2 separate regions of the Rattus norvegicus genome follow, and region 1 is linked to region 2. The links are chromatin contacts, called in public Hi-C maps. All regions are on one chromosome and are shown on one strand. Each heading gives the region's core, a stretch centred on a gene start, on an enhancer-like site or on the middle of the called end of the contact. The rest is flanking DNA. Distances are from core to core; before and after follow the strand shown.

Region 1 (4,420 bases), core at 162-2,661, 190 kb after region 2:
AGCCTGCATTACAGAACCACGGAAGACATGAAAATACGCACAACTCTCCAAAAGGAAATGAAGTCAGGTGCAGACTCAATACCTGTCCAATTTGGATGATGGATGTAGTCCTGCCTCCCATAATACAGAATATGACATACTGGTTTTGGAAGTGCAGGGTATTGGGGATAGGAATAGAAATGGCAAGATTTGCTGTGATGATCTGTACAGCTCCACTGCAAACACTTGGGTGAATAGATGGTTTTTTTCTATGGTTAATATTCTTTGAGAACAGACTTGAGATGAATGGGGGCCAATGCTTTACACACAACATGCTTTGTGCTAGAGTCTAGGCTACATGTGTTCTACATGAACTCATAGAATTCTCAGAAGCCACCGTACAGGTAGGTAGTCGCTAGTCTTAATCTCTACTTTCTAAATGTGGAAAGTGAGGTGCAGAGGTAGCCCAACTTGCTCAAGTGGCTAGCAAGTGGCTGAGTCAGGGTCCAGACTTCAGCAGCCTGGCTCCAGGGCTTGGCATTCAGCTTCTATACTTCATCCAATGCCATTTAGGATTGATTCTTTATTGTATTATGTTCACTCTTACCTTCTGCCTACAAAGCATCAATTTTCTATTGGCTTTGGGTATGTTGTAGCTGCAATGAATGTCTTAGAAGCACTTTCTGTACATGGAACACAATTCTCCTATATGAATGTGAGTCTTAGAGGTTCTGTTCTGCAAACCGGGGTTATGTATCAGTCTCTTAGAAGATAGCTAGTAACTAGTCAAGTAGAGTCAGGGTGTCCAATAGCTAGTAACCAGCCAGGGTAAGTCAGTGTCTAGAAGTCGATGAAGCCATGCTTCTGTTCCTGAACACTGTGCTGTAAACGAACTCTGAAGGGCTGTTATTTTCCTCTCAGCTCTCTTTTCCCTTTCTTCCATTTCATGGAGTTTTAGTGAACACAGGACCACCCTGTTTGCATGTCATTTCCCAGATGCCTTTGAAGCTAGCTTTAGTTAGGCAATTAAGCTCCAACCGAAGGAATGCGAGCGGGAGGAAATGTCGCAATTTCTACCAAGAAGCTTGCTCAGTGCAGACGTCTCCTCTTCCTGTTAGGTGAACAGTGGAGGAGCTGTCACACTGACCCAGACCTGCCGGACTGCAAAGTCACATTGCTTTGGTTCTGGAGATGAGTCAGAGCTCTTAAAGAACGACTACTCTTGCCCATCACATTGGAAGTGTCTTGGTGACAAGAATATGTCCTGGCTAGGGGGTTGCTTTGTTGTTTGTTTACCTGGCAATAGCAGCTTAAGTTCTACCACAATATCAAATGACTGGATTTTCCGAGTAATCACCTGAGCTCATAGTCCGGGAGCTGAGCATTCTGAGAACTGCCACCTGGCAGTGTTCAAGGTTTGCTGGTTAATGAACAGATATACTGCTGTTCAGCAACCTGTGCTTTTCCCATGTTATTAAAGTGATGATGACTGCACAGTGTTTAAAGAAGCACAAGGAAATATGGTTATGATTTTTCTTTTTTTTTAGTACTGGGAATCAAACCCAGGGCCTGTGCCTTCTAGCCAAACACTCTATCATTATACTATACCCAGGCTCTCATTATATTTTTAAGTGGAAAAAAATTTACAAAATAGTGAGCTCTATCTTTTTTTTGCATTATTTTAATTGGATATTTTCTTTATTTACATTTCAAATGTTATCCCCCTTCCTGGTTTCCTCTCCAGAAACCCCCAATCCCATCTCTCTACTCCCTGCTTCTATGAGGGTGCTCCCCTACCCACAAACCCACTCTTGCCTCCCCTCTCTGGCATTTCCCTACACTGGCACACTGAGCCTTTAAAGGACCAAGGGCTTCTCCTCCCACTGGTAGTCAACAAGGCCATCCTTTGCTACATATGTGGCTAGAGCCATGGGTCTCTCCGTGTGTCCTCTTTGACTGGTGGTTTAAGTCCCTGGGAGTTCTGTGGTGTCTGGTTGGCTGGTATTCTTGTTCTTCCTATGGGGTCCTTTGGTCCTTTCTCTAACACCTCCACTGGGGATTATAATGGTAGATCCATTTAAAGTGAGTTGATAAAGTGGAAGGTGTTTCTCTCTATTTTATGTTTTGTTTCTTTTCACTTATCTGCATTTACACTTTTTTATGATTCTTTTTTATTAAACTTTAATAAGATGAACTAAAAGTAAAGCATATGTGCAGACAAAACAGCCACTCTTATAAATAAGGCTCCAAACTGTAGTTCTCAGGCAGCTGTAGGCTTTGTTCTCACTTGAGTAACAGCAGACAGATGTAGGTTCAGGCTGGTTGGTCATGACTCTCCCCCATATAATCTTTCTGGGTCCCAGCTGACTGAGGCTCTGCCCTATTGAACAAGTAAATCCCATGGTATCATAGACACCTTCAGTCCCCTCACCCAGAATGCAGGAAGATCCAGCAGCACACACTATACTCACTCTGCAGTGGTAAGATCAAGCCTGCCACAGGGAATAGCACCACGTGATTTGCTCGTGAGGTAATATCCCTGATCCCAGCTCTTCATTCAGGTTAAATAAATGATTGGGGTAATTTGGTTTTATTTTTAATTCTTTGGATATATTTTGTTTCAACTTAGTGCTGTTTGAAGATATTCCTTTTTTTTTTTAAATCTTTCCTAAAGAGAAAGGAAGAAAAATTTCTTCTCTTTCCCAAACTTGAGGACATAGCTTGTTATTTTTCAGCGTTGTAACAATCCCATCGATTGGCTTTGTTATTCTGCTCATTTCTGAGCTAGTGACACCTCTTACTTATAGGTCAGGAACGGAGCTGACATTCAGTCCTGTCTCTAGGGTGAAGCTAATGAATTGTAAGATTGGTTCATAGTGAGCAAATTAGTTTTGAAACCAGGGAATTCACAGGTTTGGTATTTTCTTTCTTTGACTCACAGATTGCTGCCTGTGGACCCCTGCTGTTTGTCCTTTGGTTTTTATAGACATAAGCTCTTTGCTTCCCTTTCTTTCCCTTCTTCATTTGAATTCTTTTTGGTAGGTAAATGAGCAGCTTCTAAAGACTGTCTGAAGAATCATGCAAAGCTTATTTCTTCTTGCAATGAATGCTTTTGGTCAAGGACACATTAAACCAATGTTCCCTCTCAACCGATGGGAAATACTCCCAGTTAGCTTTTGTGTTGCTTGTCTTCTGACTATCTGCCCAGGAAGCAGAGGGAGGGGTGTGAGTAAGAGCCTTGAAGTTCTGAGTCAGAATTGGAAAGTACTGATAGGTGAATGAGTAGGAAGCTGTGGGGCTCAGGTTAGGAGAAAGGATAATGGACAATGTTTTCAAAGCTAATAGCATCTCTGAGAACAGATACTAAAACTGTACCTTAAATAGAAAAATCAGTAATCATAGGGCATTTAATACTCTAGAACCAGTCGTCTCTATTGTTCCTATATTCTTTCTCTCCTATCTATTGTTTCGCTATTTCCTTAAATTTTTATTTGCTTGCTTTTCTTTTTTCTTGATACTATCCTTGGCTAGTCATATGGCTTCTCCATTCCTTAAGATGTCCACCAAATAGGCCATTCTGAAACACGCAATATTTACTGATAAGTGTCTGAAGCACCAACTGCTAGTCCCCATGCCAGGACTGCTGAGGCTAAACAGGAGGCACTTTCTGCTTTCCAGTACCCCATATCTAACCATTTAGGCTCTTTTGTTCTTTGAGAGCAGGAAGGGCAGAAAAGAAAAATTGCCCAGAAAGAGTCAGGAGACATGTCCCTGATACTTAGGCTTGAATTTTCAAGATAAATAGCATTTTTCCAAGTAGAAAGGGATGGAAAATAAGCTTTTACCCAGAGAGGATACTGCAAACTCTTTTCTTAAAAACAAACAAACAAACAAAAACCAAAAAAAAAAAAAACCAAACAAACAAAAAAAAACTTTTCTCAATACAAAATCAAGAGTTATTAGTGAGGAAATATTTCCCTCTTTATGTAGCATGAGATAGACCACACTAACTGAGTAAATCTTGTTTTTGTTTTGTTTTACAAAAAATCTGGTTGTCTAGAATGTTCATCAACTGAGACATAGCTGGGTACCAAGTAATATGCTCACAAAAGTTTGAGTAACCAAACATTATGTGGCAACATTTCTTAGTTTTAGAAGTTCCTTCATCCTCTCAGTCATCCGATTTTTGGGGTATTATGGACATCATTCTTGCAAAACAGTTCAGAGACTGACATGTGGACAGCTGTAGGGAAGGCATTGGCTTGGGGCTATCTCAGCCAGGTTTACTTAGAGTAGTAGTACAAAGTCATTTCTAGGATATTGGGAGTTTAGAAATCATCAAGGCCAGAAGTGGGTTTAGAAATTGCATATGGATTTAAGACACAGAGAGAAAATACAAGGGAGCCTTAGTTCTTCACAGTAATGGGTTTTGGGTTTTGGG
Region 2 (4,860 bases), core at 1,596-4,095:
AAGGGAGCTCCTATCTCCTTAGTTTCTCCCTGTCTAGGAAGTTAGCACCTCAATCTAGAGATGATGGGCTGACTTCTAAGTATTTACTCCATTAGCTGTTTGGCATTGAGGGTAGAGTGACTGGAGTCCCTAAGTAAGTTGGGTAACCTTGGCCTCACTCTCTCTTTGTATTCAGTTCTACTAGACTCGCACTGCTCCTCGGCATGGGATAGACCTCCAGCTTAGGTCATCTGCAATGGCCGTTTCTGTTCTAGAATCAGTTTGCAGCCCATAAAGGCAAGGCGAATGCCTACCTTTCTGTAGACTCTGCTTACCACCTTCCCCATGGCTTGCTCTGCCACACTGTAATGGAGCACTGCCCAACTCAGCTCTAGTCGCTTCTGCTTTTCCTCTACTGTAACAGACCCATCTGTCCACTGATTATCATTTTTGTTTGCTTCTTCCTAAAAAAAACCAACTTTGTAATCTTTAGAGGGAGGCAGAGTCTTGTCTCTCTCATTCTCAAGGATGACTGATGCATCCCACTACACATCTGTGGAGCACTGCTGTGTATAAGAACTGGTAAACATTATCTTCCTCAGGAAGAAAATTAATCAACAGACTGATAAACACAGCTATATCAATAAAGGTGACTAAGGGCCTGAAAACTCTGCTTCTACATTCATGATAGACTGAAATGAGAAGGTTGAGAGTTGTCATAAAAACAGAAAGTGTTGTAAGACAACAGAATAGGACTGGCACAGGGATTCATTCCTCGAATTCCAGTACTAGGAAGCAGAGTCAAGAGGATCATGAACTTAAGGCCAGTCTAGCTACATAGTGAGAACCTATCAAAGGATAAGCCAAAACAAGCCCCAAATAAACAACCACTACCACAAACTAAATTCAAACCACCAACACCTCTACAAGAATACCCTATAACTGGAATAATGGTCCCACTCATCCTTATGTGAACAGCATGGAACACAGTTTGGCAATGATAATACTCAGTAAATGTTTGAACTGAATTATGCTTGAGAGCGGTTTCCATATAAATGAACAAAGTTCTGAGGAAGAGCAACAGAGCAGAAGAAATAATAGACATGATGCCAACAAAATCTGGAGTAAATCACATTAATGCTTTCCTACGTTTCAAGGTCAGGGATCAGGCACAGGTCTGGAATACGGCAGTGAGCAAGTCAGGTAAACCTGTATGTAGAATGGGAGCTACAGTAAATGAAGGGCTCAATGTGCTTAAGTAGTGTCAGTGACCAGAGCCTACTCTACAAAGATTACAGGGTATTTAAATACACAGCCTCGTGTCTTCATCACATCACAAGGAGGGTACACGGAGTCAAGGAAGTTGATATGCCCAAAACCCAACAACCAGCAAAGGTTTGAGATAAAAGATCCAGGTTTCCTGACTATTTCAGGCAATGTCTATCCTCCATACTAATTTCTTCTGTCATAGAGGTATGTTTCATAATCTAAACAAGAATCTACCACAATAGCCTACCAATATTCTGCTATCCTCAGGGAGAAAGACATGGTCTGAAGAGTACCTAAATGCAGATTTGCTCTCTAGCAGAGAATGTAAGTGTCCCTAACAGGAAATTGCTGCAGCCAGCACTGAACAGAAGGAATTGCAGTAGTGGACAACGCTAACGTCTCAGTTCTACCATTTAATTCCATTTGCCTGTATTTCCAACCGAGCTACACTTAATTCTTTAGATTGGCAATTCACATGAGGTTAGGAGACAGAGGGCACTGAGCTCAGTCTCAGGGCTGTAGGGAATGGCTACAGTGAGGACAGCAATGATATCCCCCAGTCCTCAGGGTTGCAGAAGGGCTTCAGGGTGGATTACAGTCGTCTCCTCAGTCTCAGGCCTGCAGGCTTAAGTGCTCTTCTCTGGGAGGCAGGTATAGTGTCACACACATGCCATCCACACTCTCAGGAGGCAGGAGGACTGTAAGTCTGAGGTCAGCCTGGGCTATAAGGAGACATGGAAACAAATCCTATTTGCCACACTGTGTCCACATGATTACTGGAGTACCTGAAGGTCTTCTCTCCTGCCTTACTTAAGTCAATCATCTAAAGAGCTATGTGTAGGCAACTTAGCTATACAATGTGCATATTCAAAGAGATAAGACACTAAAACCTCTCTTGGAGTTTAGTGCCCAAAGGTAACTCTGAGTGCTGAATAGTACCAATGTATTCTTCCCTCCTTTCCAAATATAGTAAATATTTGAAATGGACTTATAGAAGATACTGCTTTGGAGAATATCCAGATCTTTAACAGCATATTTTCACCAGAATCAATGTCAAGGAGAGTAACATTATCTACCTGTTTATCTACATACACACATATCTACATCTATACATACATATAAAGAAATACACACAAAAAGCATACCTGTGGGGCATATCCAGGAGGCACATAAATAGGAGGCACGGAACCATTTGGGGACATCATTGGAACCTGAGCAGGACCTGAATGGGTTACAGAAATGATGCAATAATCCATCAGCGCTTAGCAAGGTGAGGCGGACAACAGCATGACTATTTCACCTAAGCTAAACATGAAGCCAACAGTGGCTGTGATTTTATTCCATGGAAAGAATGAAGATTACCGAGTTTTTATATACCATTACTCTATGTTTTATGTAAAATTTAATATGTTATATATGATAACATAAGTTTTTATGTAACATTTACTTTATGAAGAGTATGCATTATCGTTAAGTACATCTACATTTCCCACACTTGCTCAGTTCTTATACTTATGAGTAACATGTAAAACCTTAAAACTAGTCAGTTTACAATCTCCAATCATTCACTGTACAAATACCCCATGTGACTCCAATGATTGTGCAAGTAGGAAAATCAAACTGAACTTTGTATTTAAAAACAACCAGGGGCTGGGGATTTAGCTCAGTGGTAGAGCGCTTACCTAGGAAGCGCAAGGCCCTGGGTTCGGTCCCCAGCTCCGAAAAAAAAGAACCAAAAAAAAAAAAAAAAAAAAAACAACCAATTAGAAATGGAGAAGGACCCCCCCACATACACAAAGGCAGAAGGGGGAGTAGTGAGGAGGAACAGTAAGGTCTTTGAAGAGTTCTGTAAGGGTAAGGACTTGTGCAGTGTAGAGTGGTCCTGTCCTTGCAGCTAAGAACACTTGAAGGAATGTACAGGGACATTGTAAACAATGTGAGCTTCACTTGCACTCTGTCTTCTACTTTTATGGTGTCACCTTTCCATATAACCTTTATAAATGTGATCTTATTCTCTCTTCACCTTTCTGAGAATAAGTATTCTTGGAAGTTTTATCCTTTCTAAAACAAAAACCTCACTTGCTATAAATAACTTTTTAGAAAAATACCTCTTTTGGATCTTTTCTCCCAATAACTTTAAACTGCAGTATTCCATATGCTCCAGTTTTTAATCTGTTGAAAGAAATCTTTTATATATATTATTATCTTTTCTAAGAAGAAAGTGTATCAGATCTGGTAAAAAAAAAGAGCCAGGGGGTAGGGGGAGGTGATCTCTTTTACATGTAGAAAATCTGCTTTTGAGGTGAATGGTACTACTGGTTAGGGCCACGTGACTGAAAAGCAAGCAGGTCCCAGCAAATCCAGATTGCAGTCTTTTTAGGGAGGGGTGAGGGGAAGTCAGAACAACCTGGCGTGATAGGGGGCTAGGAAGAAAGAGAAAGGGAAATGTTAAGATAGTGGGCTTTGAGAAGAAAAGTACTAAATCATGTCATAAGGGGAACTGAAGAGAAATGGGAGGGAGAAGTGAAAGAGAAGAAAGACAAGAGAGAAGCAGGAAGGGAGGAAACATTAAATGGAGAAAAGGGGGGAAAATAGAGTGAGGAAAAAGAACGAGAAGGAGAGCAGGGCTGAAGTAGTTACTAGAAAGCAAGCAGAGGGAGTGCAGACTTCTGCAGTATACTGAGTTACCTACACAAGTGTTAGCAACACTCTTGTCCAAAAGAAACCTGGAAAATTCGGGGAGTTGGAGTGCTCAGGCCTGGCCAGCAAGTGTTCTCTAGCTAAGTAACAGCACAGCACCAAAGCAAATTATTTTATGTGAGTGCTTTGTCTTCATATGTGCTTGTCCTGTGTCTCGTGCTTGTGAAGGTTGGAAGAGAGTGCTGGATCCCCTGGAACTGCAGTTATCTATGTCAGTGCTAAAAGCTGAACCCAGGTCCTCTGTAAGAGCAACAAGTACTTTTTAATTCTGATTCACTCTCCACCCCCCTCTAAGTATTATCTTAATCATAAGTCATGAACACTAATACTATAAGCCATGTTTTTAACATTTTTCTCTTCATAATCATTTAAACAACTATATTTAATATTACCCATTATCCAGACAGAAATGAGGCAGAGGGAACTTAAGTTTGCCCAAGTGGTACAGCAGGAATTTAAAAAGCCAACAGTTTAATTTTTCAGGATATACATCACATGAACATTGAAATGCTACTCACGGTCAGTAACTGCTACTAGTCATTAGGTCTTGCCTCTAAGGAAATTAAGGCTACCTTTGTTTTTATTTCCTTGGAAAGCATAACAGCAGAAACACAATTCTAAATTTAAGTAAACATTACCTATGAGTTTGCTAAGTAGCACTCGTGAGAGCCTCTTTAAAATCTCTACACAGAAAGGCTTCATTTCTGCTCTCTGGAGAAAGGGGAATAATTGTACACTAATAGTCATTTTTATTCATTAACTAATTCATATAAGCCAGTAAATCAGCCTTCTAAATTGTAAGATTTGACTTAGATATTAAATGACCGAGAACCAGAGATTTTGTTGACAATTGTATTTGTTTACTTAATAGAAAAAATAATGTTTACCGAGCTCTGACTATGAACTAAGCTC

The links. A called contact is a pair of places that touch in the nucleus more often than the background predicts.
Region 1: a Hi-C map of liver shows a contact between it and region 2, with 2.4 times the contacts expected there. The contact joins two enhancer-like sites. A contact is called at or near these places in 3 of 12 Hi-C or Micro-C datasets (kidney, liver and mammary epithelial cells).

Annotation. Positions count from the first base shown.
Region 1 is chr15:54,355,835-54,360,254 of GRCr8, forward strand. No RefSeq gene overlaps it. Among named protein-coding and RNA genes, the nearest start is that of Chchd2l2-ps5, 57 kb to the left of the region's middle. Within about 2 kb of position 1,412, at least 10 of the 93 cell types and tissues checked have an H3K27ac peak or open chromatin away from gene starts, as enhancers often do. A contact at or near this core is called in liver, where this site is marked.
Region 2 is chr15:54,162,741-54,167,600 of GRCr8, forward strand. It overlaps Fndc3a (fibronectin type III domain containing 3a), which reads right to left. Exons shown (of 26, transcript NM_001412039.1): 4 at 2,394-2,470. Among named protein-coding and RNA genes, the nearest start is that of Fndc3a, 110 kb to the right of the region's middle. Within about 2 kb of position 2,846, at least 1 of the 93 cell types and tissues checked has an H3K27ac peak or open chromatin away from gene starts, as enhancers often do. A contact at or near this core is called in liver, where this site is marked.